3 separate regions of the Sus scrofa genome follow, and regions 2 and 3 are each linked to region 1. A link is a contact called in public HiChIP or PLAC-seq data. All regions are on one chromosome and are shown on one strand. Each heading gives the region's core, a stretch centred on a gene start, on an enhancer-like site or on the middle of the called end of the contact. The rest is flanking DNA. Distances are from core to core; before and after follow the strand shown. Region 1 has its middle 240 kb from the start of CASP1. Region 2 overlaps LOC100522887 (caspase-13). Region 3 has its middle 100 kb from the start of CASP1.

The links. HiChIP or PLAC-seq counts read pairs in DNA pulled down with a chosen protein or histone mark.
Region 2: an H3K27ac HiChIP or PLAC-seq map of alveolar macrophages shows a contact between it and region 1. The contact joins two enhancer-like sites. A contact is called at or near these places in 1 of 47 Hi-C or Micro-C datasets (embryonic fibroblasts) and 1 of 2 datasets of contacts at active chromatin or transcription factors (alveolar macrophages).
Region 3: a contact with region 1 is called in an H3K27ac HiChIP or PLAC-seq map of alveolar macrophages. The contact joins two enhancer-like sites. A contact is called at or near these places in 1 of 47 Hi-C or Micro-C datasets (embryonic fibroblasts) and 1 of 2 datasets of contacts at active chromatin or transcription factors (alveolar macrophages).

What each region holds. Positions count from the first base shown.
Region 1 is chr9:34,960,577-34,965,526 of Sscrofa11.1, reverse strand. No RefSeq gene overlaps it. Among named protein-coding and RNA genes, the nearest start is that of CASP1, 240 kb to the left of the region's middle. Within about 2 kb of position 2,791, at least 1 of the 83 cell types and tissues checked has an H3K27ac peak or open chromatin away from gene starts, as enhancers often do. A contact at or near this core is called in alveolar macrophages, where this site is marked.
Region 2 is chr9:35,166,542-35,171,491 of Sscrofa11.1, reverse strand. It overlaps LOC100522887 (caspase-13), which reads left to right. Exons shown (of 10, transcript XM_003129812.6): 9 at 904-1,007; 10 at 2,683-3,925. The coding sequence ends at 1,002. Among named protein-coding and RNA genes, the nearest start is that of CASP1, 30 kb to the left of the region's middle. Within about 2 kb of position 2,276, at least 2 of the 83 cell types and tissues checked have an H3K27ac peak or open chromatin away from gene starts, as enhancers often do. A contact at or near this core is called in alveolar macrophages, where this site is marked.
Region 3 is chr9:35,095,074-35,100,023 of Sscrofa11.1, reverse strand. No RefSeq gene overlaps it. Among named protein-coding and RNA genes, the nearest start is that of CASP1, 100 kb to the left of the region's middle. Within about 2 kb of position 3,068, at least 3 of the 83 cell types and tissues checked have an H3K27ac peak or open chromatin away from gene starts, as enhancers often do. A contact at or near this core is called in alveolar macrophages, where this site is marked.

The sequences.
Region 1 (4,950 bases), core at 1,542-4,041:
CAAGTAATATATGACTCTAAGAGAAAATTCTGGCTGGTTAACTCTGTTGACTTATCTAACTAATCCCAATCACTCAGGAAACTCATATAATAATGCCATGCTGAATTTTTAGTGTTTGATAGTTTCAGCATCAACTTCTCTCTGGGCATAAAATCATCTTGGGATAACATTATTCATGGGCTTAATCTAGCTTTAAACTCTTATGTGCCTTTTGATCCATGCATTTGCATTCTCTGACAAAGAGGTACAATAAAGAATATTACAAAGGCTAATAAAAAAGACCATAATGATTGAAGAGATAAAAAGAGACTGTCCTCAGAAAATAGCAGAGCCACAAATCTACAGTGAAATGAAATGTAGCATATTGGTTCTGTATGAATAACAGTAACACAACATTTTAGTTATGTAAACTAATTCAATGACACTAGAACCTCTTGGTAGTTTTGGAGCTGGCAATGGTAAGTAAGCCTTTTATGGTTTTAAAATTTATTTAGTGTCTCTTAGAACTATAAAATTGCAATATTTCCCCTTGAATTGTAGGTCCCTGAAAAAATAGAGGGAATATTTAACAAGCATACTTTATAATTTTTGAAAATAACTTTTTATGATTGCAATAGAAAAAAAGCCTTTGGAAACTTTCCCCCCTCTTTTCATAGGCTGCTGCCAAGAGGAAATGAATAATGTCATTGAGATATTCACAAACATCCGGTGCGGATGGGGAAGCTCACTTTGAGAGCCAGAAATTTATTCTATTTTCTGTATTTAAACAAATTGAACAAAAGCTGTTCCCAACTCTATTACAGTGTCTTACTGCTGCACCAGATGTTGAAATAAATTCTCTCTCTCTTCTTTCTTCATCCTCCCGGTCTTGCTGTCCCTTGTTTCCTACTCTGGGTATATGAAGGTGTGAAACGTGTCTTGGACACTTAGCCTCTCCTCCTTGGCTCAGCACAAGAGGAAGTTCTGGGACATATGAGCAGGTCAGGAATAGAGTATGTATTTGTATGAAACATGGTTCCCATAAAGGCCTTCTCTACTGGTGGGCATGTAACCTAAACTAAAGGAGACTCCATTGAATGAGACCAAACTTGAGTTTCACCAATATTCTGCTTGCAATAGCTACCTTTCTCCAAATTTAGGGGAGGACCTGTTATTTGAGGAAGCATAAATATATTTTGTTCCTCCTCTAGTCATTCTCTTGAACACACTGAGGGAGAAAGAATGAGGCTTTCTGGCTCTGATCTCCCTCATACCTAATGTATGTGATATATATTTACAGGAGTTGTATATTATTCTAATGGTCCTGATACAGTTCTTTAGGAATACAAACACACAAATGTAATTATAATCATGGTTCCCTTCCAACTTGTAATTGGCTATAGCCAATGTTAATATTAACATACTATTAATATTTTGTAACGACCAATTTCCATCAATTTTATCCTGTCAAAACAACTAGAAATGTGATGAGGTATAAGTTCCCAAATCTATTTTAGGAACAACCTACTTAACATTTCCTAATGATTTGGCTCTTTCCATTTCATTGTGTTAGATTAGACTCACATGCAACCAAACAATAAAAAGCGGATTTGTCAGAAAGTAAAAAGGAAAACACGGCAACTTCGTGAGAAGTTTAAATGATTTAGTACTTTTTTTTCCCCAGGGGAAAAAAGCAATGACAAAGATGGGACCTTGTAAAGTTAATCATGAGTAGGAGATAATATATGATCAGCTAATATATTTTGAGACCCAAAGTTAAATCGAGAGCTTAGTTAACTTACACTGGAAAAGAAGAAATCACTGAAAAGCAGTTCCAGAGGAGAGTCATACAGCAAGGACAGAGGGGACACTCTTTGAAAATGAAACATGGTTCCCATAAAGGCCTTCTCTACTGGTGGGCATGTAACGTAAACTAAAGGAGACTCAATTAAATGAGACCAAACTTGAGTTTCACCAATATTCTGCCAGTGAAACTCTTTGAAAATGCAGAGAAGACATGAGATACTCCAGGAGTGGCTGGGGTTCCTAAAGGACCAAATACTGTTATAACTGCTTCACAAAGCTGCCATTTATATATACCCCACACAGGTAGGGTCTTTTGAGTATGGTACTGTTTGAATACAATCTCCACTCCCCTCCAAAAAGAAAAAATCCTCAAAAAATGTTTGTCTTCTTCTTAAAAGATCACTTTTGAAATAAATCCTAAGAAATCAACAAGATTTCTAGGAGTTCCCTTCATGGCTCAGTGGTTAATGAACTCAGCTAGGATCCATAAGAATGCGGATTTGATCCCTGGACTTGCTCAGTGGGTTGAGGATCCAGTGTTGCCATGAACTGTGGTGTAGGTTGCAGACGTGGCTCAGATCTTACATTGCTGTGCTGTGGTGTAGGCTGGCATCTGTACGTAAGGGAGATATCAACACCTAGAAGTAAGTTTGATAGGAGAACTAAATGATACAATATATATAAAGCATATAATTGATAATCAGTATTAAATAAATACAAATTATTTATTATCGCCACATAGTATACATATATATATTAGTCTCCATATCTTGAGTTTTTCCAACATAAAATTACTACTATTTGAGTAAATAATAAATGAGGAGGTTAAATTATATGTTTTATTTTTTAACAAAGCATTTGTTAAGTATGTTATCCTGTTGTGTCATACCTTGGAGATAAAATCAATCAAACTATCATCCAAAAGCTCAAAGCTAAGTAGAGAAGACAGGAACTGAAAGAAATCATTACAACAGACTCTTTTACACAAATCAGTATGTGCATAAGTCTACTTGTGACAGATATGAAAGTGATTCAACTCTGTCTTTGCAGAAAAGGACACTTGCTTGGTTCTTAAAGCATGAGTATTTGGTATCCATGGGGAGTGAACCCACATGGGTATGTCTGAAACACAGGACTGCCTCACAATAACAGGTACAGGCATAATGACCTAAAAATGATATACAATATATAAATGAGTCATTGATAGAGAATAGATCAAAAATCTTGGCATGGCCTCGATTCATAAAACTAGTTCACCGTATTAGTGATCTCTGACATACCCCCTTTCCTGGCTAGTAATATTGAAATGTGCTTTCTGTGTTCAGCCTCCTTGAAACATACCCGATGTATGTATGAATTGAATCATGAAAGCACCTATGAATTCCCCGGCAGTTGCTTGCTATTCAGGATTCATTTTCCTTCCTTCAAATAATAATATTTCATTTGCTTTGGGGAAACCATTTTTCCATTTTTAGTTACGCAATTTTGGTGATACTGCCTAGGGTTTTATTGGCCTCAGTGACTGAGATCAAGAAATTCATTTGTTTATTGAGTTCACAAATCAGTGGATGAGTACAGACTTCCCTGAATAAGCATATTATATTTTCCTGACCACAAGGATTGCTTCAGGCATTGCCAGTCATTTAATGCAGTCCCATAAATGTGTTCCTCAGAACAATTGCTACACATGCTAGACAACAACACTCTCTCTTTGGCGGGTGGAGAAGGTGAGGACTGCCTATGCCGCTGCTGCCATTTCACATCTGAGAGGCATCACACTGGGAGCTGATAGCCCAGGGAGTGCAAAGAAGAAATCATAATGATTAGAGTTCTAGCTCCCATTTTAACTGAATTATTTGTTTACATTAGCCAACAATATGCCAGGTTTATTAATCCAATGTAAGTTGAATAATTTAGAGTAGAAAGAATCCTGACGAATAGGTGTCTTCTAGTCAATGAGTTGTAAGTCCCCATTTTTGTCTGTGACTTTTCACTTCCCGAATTTTTGAGATTGTCTCAGTTTGTAGAAAGTTAGTCTATTTTTATCAACTCTCCACATGTTTTGAAAATCAAGACAATTCAGGAATAATTGTTCATGTAGCAGAGAGAACTTAAATGCAGTGCTTTCTGATGCCTTGTTGTTGCTTTTTTTTTTTTTTCCTTCATTTTATTATTTTTCCTCTCTAGTACCAAAAGCCAATTTCCATTGCCACGTGTCTCCCAATCGTCTTTTAGTCTCTCAGGTTCCTATGTCATCTTACTTTTTACCACATTTATTTTGGATTTATGTTATAGATGTGTGCAGCTAGCACACAGAAACACATTCTTATGTTCTGTGCCTTTAGGTAGCTACTAACCTGATCCATACCATTTCTAAACATTATTGTACCAAAGTTTAAAATTATTATAATATCATAAATAATTTAAAAATAATAATCTGGAGTTCCCATCATGGTACACTGGAAACAAATCCAACTGGGAACCATGAGGTTGCAGGTTCAATCCCTGGCCTCACTCAGTGGGTTAAGGATCCAGCACTGCCGTGAGCTGTGGTGTAGGTCATAGATGTGACTTGGATCCGGCGTTGCTGTGGCTTTGGTGGAGGCCGGAAGCCATAGCTCCGATTAGACCCCTAGCCTGGGAACCTCCATATGCCACAGGTGCGGCCCTCAAAAGACAAGAGACAAAAAAAAATAATAAAAATAATAATCTAGACCGAAGTATTTCAACTTATCAATGATAGAGCTCATAAGATCACCACAAATTGGGCATGCATAAATAATATTCAAAATTATAAAATATATTAACATAAAAAACATATTGTGCTTACTTTAACTTCTAACTTAATTTTTTATCAATCAGAAATTGCTTCAAGGTCATCAACAAATATCAATTAGCATTTTACTGTGAATTTATAATGAGCTTTTTTTTGTTGTTGTTGTTGTTGTTGTTGTTGTTGTTGCTATTTCTTGGGCCACTCCCGCGGCATATGGAGGTTCCCAGGCTAGGGGTTGAATCAGAGCTGTAGCCACTGGCCTACGCCAGAGCCACAGCAACGCGGGATCCGAGCCGCGTCTGCAACCTACACCACAGCTCAGGGCAACGCCGGATCCTTAACCCACTGAGCAAGGGCAGGGACCAAACCCGCAACCTCATGGTTCCTAG
Region 2 (4,950 bases), core at 1,027-3,526, 210 kb before region 1:
TTATATTTTACCTGTATTTACTCAGATGAAGGCAAGCTCATGAAAGTTTTTGAAGAGATTTGTTCAATACCACAATATGCTGATACATAGGAATTAATATTCATTGAATAAATATATGCATGAATTACTGAATTGATGTCTCCCTTTTTCGTTAGGGAGAAAGGGATTGGTATTAATAACATGAGCAAGAGTGGTTGTTTTTAAACTAAAACCAAGGAAAATAGTAGCACTCCTGTGGGAAAAGAGGGATATACCTTCAGTGAGTTGAGAAGATTGTATCATAACATGAATCAGAGTATTTGTGAATAGGAACTTAGAAAGTTAAGTCCTATTGGATGAATAGGATTTAAATATTGTACTTTCAAGGGAATTCCTCAGAAATTATTAGAAATAGTAGACCTAGGGTAAGTACAATCTCATTGATCAGTCTATGTAAAAAGACTTCAGAGGTCAGTGTGGTGATAGGTATGTGAATGATGTCCATCATTCAGGCCTTAAGGACAGAATTCTGAGATTTGAGCCTTATTGAATTGAGAAGTTATCTTCATTGGAGTTTAAAGACAGAGGATCTTTGAGATCCAATTCTCATGAACAGACACCAGGTGGTAATTGATCATCAGATCTGTAGATCAGTAGATCAGAAATGGAAAGCAGACAAAATGCAGATTGAAAAGACTTCAATTAGGCACAAGGTATTTATTTTGAGATGAAGAATATATCCTGACCTTGGGTATCACTTCTAAGTGGTAGGGCAGCAGTGACAGGGAGTTAGAATATCCAAAGTCTTTGTTCCATCAATCCCAGGAGTACCCTTCCGTCCAAGAATTTTCTGGCTCAGTGTGCAAAATGTATTTTGAGAGTGCATAAGAAGTATGTATCATCTAGGCCTCTTTTTGTTTTCAGGTACAACAATCATTTGAAACACCAAGCGTTAAAGCCCAGATGCCCACCATTGAACGACTCTCCATGACAAGATATTTCTACCTCTTTCCTGGCAATTGAGAAAAGTAAGTATCAAGAGTTGCGGTTTTCAGGCAAAATAAGTGGGAGAGTAGTATTAGTGAGCTGAGGTTCAGTGACCAATGACAGCCCATTGCTTTGGTAGTCAAATAGATGTTTCTGGTCAATGCAGTTTTGTGATTAGTTGCTATTTTTTACTCTATATGCATCTGGATCCTCCTTCCATCTCTACCATTATCAGTTAATAAATCCATCAATCAAGAAGGTAAGCTTAATGAGGATAGGAAGTAATAAACAGTGACGGACATAGGGTCACAATTATTAAAATAGAAATGTACTCATGCTTACTTTATTACTTATATTCGTCTCTTACACACACACGTACACACAGCACATGTGCGTGCACACACACATACCATGAGTTATCCAATATTGCTTCAGATACAAAAACAAACAAACAGAAAACAGAGGAGGTGACCGTGGAGAAAGCAGGACTATTGTCCTTGGAGTGCAGGTATCACATTACTGATATTGAGCTACCATTACCATACAGTATAAAATATATCCTGGAGACTCTGGTGCTCTGACTATTTTCACAGTGTAGATCATAGAACATTCAGTTCAAAGATTTTTAACTACTGCTCAGAAACCTCGTCAATCACCTATGTTACAATTAAAACAAATTTTTGCTCAAAATATTTTAGAAGGGCTGTGCTGAATTTAGATCCAACAATTATTTTACTCACTCATAATAGCTTTTTGTCACACTATATCATAAACTTATTAGTCTCTCTCAGAAACATAAAGTAAACTTTATCTCAATGCTTAAAATATTTGCCTTCCATCTCCCACTCCTGGTTTCTGATACTCTGGTTATACAAATGTGTAGATAATTTAGCAACACAGCTTTTTGTGCTTACTTAGTCCAGTAGAACCACATTTGGGGATTAAATTATTTATTTGACTAATATTTATTAAGCACTTACTGTGTTCCAGGTTCTGTTCTAGATGCTTGAAATATACCAATGGACAAAATAAATGGATCTTTGTGCTCAAAGCTCATACTCTAGTGAATGGAGACATACTATAAATACACAAAAAAGTAAAAATATGTCAGAGAGTGGTAAGACCTAAGAAGAAAAATTTAAAAAGTCTAAAGAGACACAAGAAGATGGATGCCATAGTGCTATAAATAGGTTATTTAGGAAAGGCTGCTTGGAAGTGATGAAATTATTTGAAATCAAAACAAAGACTGGATAGAGGAGGGGAGTGAACCTTGTGGTTCTGTGTGGAAATGTATCCCAGCATGGGGGAACAGGAAGTACAAATGCCCTGAGGCAGGAATATTTTTTAAGAAGTATAAAGAACTGCAAGAAGGCAGCCCACAGAGAAGAGTGAGAGTAAGATAAACGACAGAGTCAGATTCAGAAAAATAATAAGAAGCTTGATCACAGGGGCCTTGGTGATCACATGGTAAGTATCCTGAGTGAGATAGGAAATTCTTCAAGTACTTTTAAACAGAGAAATGACATAATCTAACAGATTTTGCAAAGATCACGCTGAGTACTTTTTGGTGAATAGACTACAGAGGTCACAGATAGAAGCCAAGGGAAATGGCAAAATTGTACGGAAGAGGATCAAAGAAGAATCACAGTAAAGGATGGATTAAAGAATCCATGGATTACTACCTTGACCTTGTGTCTTTTTTTTTCTCTTCCTCAGAAAATCACAGACAGTCTAGCCCTTTACCAACTTTGAGAAGCACCATTACCAGCACAGCACATATGTTTAACATTTTGTCTTTCAGTGTAAATGAAAAACAACGTTTTTTGTGTGTGTGTCTTCTAATAGAGAAGAGAATTTCAATTAAAATGGTGGATAATGGAAATGAAATGGAAGAAGTGAGCTGGATTTTTCTGATTATGACATAATATCTGCACTTTACTGAGTGAAGGGAACTGGCCGTGGCTTGCTCTCAGCAACAAGGTGGAAGGAGATGGTGCCCATCTAGAGACAAGAATTATAAACCGATCAGCTCCTCCTTGTGCACTCATCTAACCTGGGGTCTAGAATTTCCAAAAGAAGTTTTCTAATTTATTATTTAGCCAACATCATAGCTGGAGCTCTTTTTTTTCTTCACTAAGTTATTATGCTTTTAGCAAATTATACTATGTATCTATCTTTCTTCCTACCTATAAGATAATTCACTTTCTTGTTGCTTATTTTCTTTCCAGATTTATGCATATTTCCAAGCTTCAGGAGAATTTTTTACTTAGCAAACACTGGGTCATTGTCCAAAATAAATTGGGCTTCTGATTCAAGATGGTGTAACCTGAATGTATCTGTATAGAAAGAAAAGTATTATTAATAAAGAATAGCCAAAATGGCAGTGTCAACAGTGGGAGACAGGATGTTAAAATTTCTGGAAAGGTGAAATTTCTAGAGGAATTTTGGCAACATGGCTTCTGAGTTACTAAGTAATGAAATGTACCACTTCTGCTACATACACAGAATGCTGAATAAATATTTTAGTACGTGCTAAACTGCATTAAACATAAAATGATTCTCTATGTGTCAAATATAACCATAATAGTTAATATTTATTACTGTGTGTCAGGATTATTTCAAGAATTTTTATTACTCTAAGGGACTTTGAATAAATAAGTAGCTACTTTAACCTTCACAACAGCCCTGCAATGTAATCACTATCAATATCCCCATCTTACAGATAATGAAACTAAAGAAAATAGAGCTTAAGTGATGTGCCCAAAGTCCCACAGTTAGTAGGTGGTTGCACTGGCATTTGAATGCAGTCTGACTTGCTCTGCAATCTGAGATGTTAACCACTGTACTGCATTGCCTCCCCAAGGCAAGGAGAGAATGAAATTGTATGCGTTTTAAATTGTAAGGGTTGGGATTTCCATTGTGGCTCAGTGGAAATAAATCTGACTGGCATTCATGAGGACACAGTTTCGGTCCCTTGCCTTATTAGTGGTTGAGGATCCGGCATTTCTGTGAGCTGTGATATGGGTTGCAGACGTGGCTCAGGTCTGGTGTTGCTGTGGCTGTGGTGTAGGCCTGCAGCTACAGCTCCGATTCGACCCCTGGCCTGGGAACCTCCATATGCCTCGGGTGCAGCCCTAAAAAGACAATACAAATAAATAAATAATAAATAAATTATAAGGGTTAACTGAAGTTTGAATTGTAAGGGCTAACTAACACTACAAAGATCATGATGTTTACATTTCTGGACTTCCCTTGCCCATGTGGAAACGTGAGACATACCACAAAACCCCAAAATACATATAGACACCTCATTCTTGAACTATGCATGATAATATCATAAATCCCATAATATAAAGACTATCACATATTTCCACGTAGTTGGAAATTAAGGCACGCACACAGGTAGTGTATACATATGTAAACATAACTTATATACATACACATATATAAAAACAAGAAAGGAAAACCTATGAACTAAGCATTCAACTTGAGAAATCCAAAAGATAGTAAGCCACAGTAAAATAGAAGAAAGCAAATGATAAAGATTAAAAAGCAAAAATGAATGAGATGATAAACAAAAAATTTAGCAGATCACTCAAAACAAAACAACCTGAACTTTTGAAAAAGGATTGGTCAAATAGCAGACACTCAGCAACACTGAGTTTGAAAAAATAGAATTAGCACAAAGATGATACTAGAGATAAAAGGGTAAAAGGGTACAATAAATATAAATGTAGGAAACATAAACATAAATATAGGAAAACTCTGAGAATAACATACATAACATAGTTGGAATTCTAAAAAAAGTAAATTAACAAAAAAATACATAAAAGAAATAAAAATCCAAATAGATCAAGAAACATTAACTTTTCTGTCATATATACTATCTAAAATGAACAGACTCAGATAATTGTAAAAAAAGTCTTGCAAAACTTTAATGAAATTAATGAGCTCAATTTTACATATTATTTCCAAATAACAAGC
Region 3 (4,950 bases), core at 1,819-4,318, 130 kb before region 1:
ACTAGTTCCTTTATTTTGTGGCCAAAGATACCCCTTTGTATGTATCTACTACACTTTGTTTATCTGTAAATCAGCTAATGACATTTGCATTAGTTCCACTTTTTGGTCATAATTAAGAATGCTGTGGGAGTTCCCGCTGTGGCTTAGCAGTAAAGAACCCAACTAGTATGCATGAGGACACAGGTTGGATCCCTGGCCTTACTCAGCATTGCTGTGAGCTGTGTTGTAGGCCTGCAGCTGCAGCTTTGATTTGACCCCTAGACTGGGAACTTCCCTATACCACAGGTACAGCCCTAAAAAGACCCCCCCAAAAAGAAGAATGCTGTTGTGAACATTCATGTGCAAATTTTTGTGTATTATATGTTCATTTTGCTTTCATTTATCTTGGGTATATATCTAACAATAGAATTTATAAGTCTTATGGTAACTTTATGTTTACGTTTAACTTTTTGAGGAAATGGCAGTATGTTTTCCAAAGTGGCTGCACCATTTTCCATTAGTACTAGTAGTGTATGAGGGTCTCAATATTTACCAATTCTCACCAATTAGTTTTATTATCTATTAGATTATAGCTATCCCCACAGGCATAAAGTGGTATCTCATTGTGGTTCTGTTTTGCATTTCTCTTATGGCTAATGATGTTGAGCATCTGTCAATGTGCTTATTGGCCATTTGTAAATCTTCTTTGGAGAAACCATCTATTCAGGTCCTTTGCACATTTTTTAATTGGATCATTTATCATTTTTTTATTGAGTTATAAGTTCTTTATATATTTGAGAAACAACTCCCTCATTAGACATATATTTAAAAAATATTTTATCCCATTTTTTGAGTTGTCTTTTCACTTTCACAATAGTATCATTTGTAGCACAAAAGTTTTAATTGTAATGTAATCCAACTTTTTAATTTTTTCTTTTTCACTCATACTTTTACTATCACTAGTGCCTAACTTAAATTCCACAAAGGTGTGCTTCTCTGTATTTCTTTAAGCAGTTTATGATTTCATCTCTAACATTTAAGTCTGTAATTCATTGTGAGTTAATTTTGGGGTATGGTGTTAGGTGGAGGTACAACCTCATACTTTTACATGTAGACATCCAGTTGTTCTGCCACCATTTATTCAACAGACTATTTTTTTCCTCCACTGAATTATCTGGGATCCTAACTGAAAATGAATTTAATCATAAATGCAAAGATTTACTTCTGGACTAATAATTCTCTTCCATCAATCTACATGTCTGTCTTATTCCAGTACCATCTAGTCTTGATTACTCTAGTTTTGTAATACATTTCAAAATCATGATGGGTTTCTCTCCAACTTTGTTCTTTTTTAAGATGTTTTAACTATTTTCAAGCACTTGAATTTTCTTATTAAGATCAGCTTGTTCATTTCTGAAAAAATTGCCAGCTAGGTGTTTAATGCAGATTGTAACAATATTAAATCTTCTGATCAATAGCCATTGAATGTCTTTTCATTTATTTAGATATCCTTCCATTTCTTTTTTTTTTTAACTTTTTTTTTTTGGCCACACTCACAGCATGTGGAAGTTCCCAGGCCAGGTATCGAACCATGCCACAGCAGTGACAACACCAGATCCTTAACCCCCTGTGCCACTCGGGAACTCCATCCTTTCATTTCCTTCAATAATATTATATAGCTTTCAGTGTATATGTAGTCTTCTGCTTTTTTCCCTTAAATCATTACCTAACAATTTTGTTCTTTTTTATTCTAAGTAGAATTATTAGTTTCATTTTCAGAATTGTCATTGCTAGTGTATAGAAATATAATTGAATTTTTGTATTTGATCTTGAATTTTGTAATCTTGCTGAACTCATTTGTTATTTCTAATAGATTTTTGGTGGATTCCTCAGGTTTCTCTATATATGTCTACTGCCAAAAAATATTAGTTTTACTTCCTCCTTTTTCTAAACCAGATGAGTCTTATTTCCTTTTCTTGCCTATTTGTTCTGGCTAGAACTTTCAGTACAGTGTTGAATGGAAGTAGAGAGAGAGCAATGATCCTTATCTTCTTACTGATCTTACAGAGAAAACATTCAGTGTTTCAACATTAAGACACTAGCTGGGGTTTTTCAAAGACATCCTTTATCAGATTGAAGGAATTCCCTTCTATTCCTAATTTACTGAGTGTTTTTATCATGAAAGGATGTTAGATGTGACAAATACATTTTCTACCAACATAATCAAGTGGTTTTTGTACTATGATCTCTTAATCTGGTGCATTACATTAATTGAATTTCATGTTAAAACAATCACATTTCTGGGATACATCACACTGTTATGTTACATAATAATTTATATATATTGCTGGGCACATGTTGCTAGTATTTTGTTAAGTATTTTTGTGTATTTATTAAAAATATATTGATCTATAATTTCACTGTGATATTTTTGAATGGTTTTGATAACAATGTATTACTAGCATCATTGAATGGAAAGTGTTTTCTATGGTAACTTTTGGAAACATTTGTGAAGAGTTGGTATTAATTCTTCTCTGAATGTTTGGTATACTTCACCAGTAGAGTCATCCGTGCCTGCAATTTTCTTGGCAGGAAGTTGTTTTTATTTGTTTGTTTAGAAGAAGTATATTGACTCTATTAGTTGTATATGAAGTACGATAGTATATCAGTTCCCAATGTACTTCAAAATATCAGTTAAGTATGGCACTTACTCCTGATGGGATTGTGACTTGTTTGCTGGGTAAACAATTCTGGGTCGGAGTAAAGAACATTAACTTCAAGTTTAGCCCATGTGATTATAGATCAGGCTCCTATTTTAAACAGTTTCCTGATAATCTACATTTATTCTCTATTCATAAACTTCAAGGTACTTTGCAGGACCCAGAGTAAGTCTTTGCTCTTAATTCTTAGCTATAGGCGTTGACTTAGGCACATTTAAAGAGAAAAAAGGAATTTATCAAGAGTGTTACATAACTCACTGAAATTCCAAGAAGGCTAGAGAACTGGAACTGGAAAATGAGGAAGAACAAGCTAGGGGCATTAGAGAGGGCCACGGTCAGAATCAGTAGTATTAGGCCAATCAGAAAACTGTTGCAATTGCCGTGGAACAGAGGCACCCTGAGTCACAGTGCCTCCACTGCCTCCACTCCACTCTCCTTCCACTAATACTCACCAGGTAAGGAATTGCCTATCCTTAAAAAGGGCCTGGATATTTGTCATAGAGAATATGATAAATGCCTACAGCTATATGCTTATTTGCCTGACAAGTATTTGTTATTTTTGGCTGTCCAGGTCCTAGCATTAACTTCAAAAACAAAACAAAGCAAAAGAATAAATGACTCTACCCTAACGTATTACACCATTCTTCATGGAACTAAAATGTATTCTCAGCTTCCCACAAAAAGGAGAACTCAAAGTTTCATCAGTTACTGCATTCAGTCAGAGCACCAGCAATATCTCTTGGGAAATGTATACCACTCCTCTTCTGATTTCAACATGCCTTGATTTTTTTACACTGCAGAATTCTCACCATAAACATTCCCTATACAAAACAGTAGGAGGATGGAAACTGAAAGAAAGCAAAAGAAGGACTAAAACAAAGGATTTTGCTTTTCATCCCTTTGGGATTCACTTATTAAAGTGACTGAGGGGCCTGAAACTTTTCTTTAATTCGTGAAAAATATGCCTATGGCCCAAGTCCCTGGATTTCTCCCTTTACTTTAAATAAAGCTGTTTCTGTCACCTGAATACCATTAATGTGCCATCAGATCTAGTTTTCATTAACTAAGCAAACAAATAATCACAAAAGCTCCAGGTTGCTTAAATTATTGTACCAATGTACGGTATTTGATAACCTTGTTAAGCTTTGTGATGAAGGCAGAGTTTATACTGCTGCTCTCTGGAGCCTTTTGAGAGCATGATGGTAAAGGAGAGGTTGAAATAGCCTGAAGTATGTTCAAGGTTGAATCCAAGTAATTGAATTCTCTTTTGGCACCCCAAATTACAGAAGTGGGATGGTTGGAATAAAAAACTAACTAAAAAGGATCCACAGCTAGCATTATCTCTGCTTGAAATCAATGATACAGTGACCTAAATTATAATCGCTTTTTTGGAAAGTGAATTTTTTGAAGTGCTTTTGTTATGGTCCAGCTTGCTTTCAACAGCAGTTAACTGGTCTACATAATATAAATATACCTTTAAAAATAGGGCATTTAGTATCCATAAGTTCCCTTTTCTTTTATTCTCAGGCCAACGATAAGCATTGAGTAGAATGTCTTTTTACACAGTAATTTCCCATGTGTTGATAAGACTTTATCATAAAATTCCCTGACTGTCTCAGTAAATTTGGGCTAGCTATTAAGTATTATGTTTTTTTGCTTTGTGTCAGTCATTTCCCCATAGGCCTAAAGTCAGCAACAATAAAATTTTGCAATTCACAGCAGAAGACTCCTCAGTGTGATTATCAGAAGCTCCTTGACCGATGATCTGTCTTGAACTCTGTTTCTCAGCTTCTTCACTAAATCTTGCTCTACCGTTGTGGCCTTTTTCGTATCTTCAAATATATTTGATATTTTCTTCTACATCAACATAGTGCTCAGTGGCACCCCTTGCTAATTTTGATTATGAATGTACACAAAAAGTTAACTTTCTGATTTTTTAAAAATTATTATGCCTTGTGTGAATAACATGTAATTTTCCAGAACCAACAACACTTTTATAATTATTATTTATTTTCCCATGGAGAACATGAAGAGAAACAACTTACATGCACAGTTGAAGGGAATATATGTACAGTCATGATTATATTTGCTGTGTAGTCACATTTTATTACTTCTAAAGTTTTCTTCTAAAGTATGATTTTTACTGCCTCTTAGGCATGCCTATTTATTCACAGGCATTTATACTTCCTTAGAAGGCCTTTAAACTCACTATGAGGGGAAAATGATAGCAAAAATACACAGTGTATTTTTA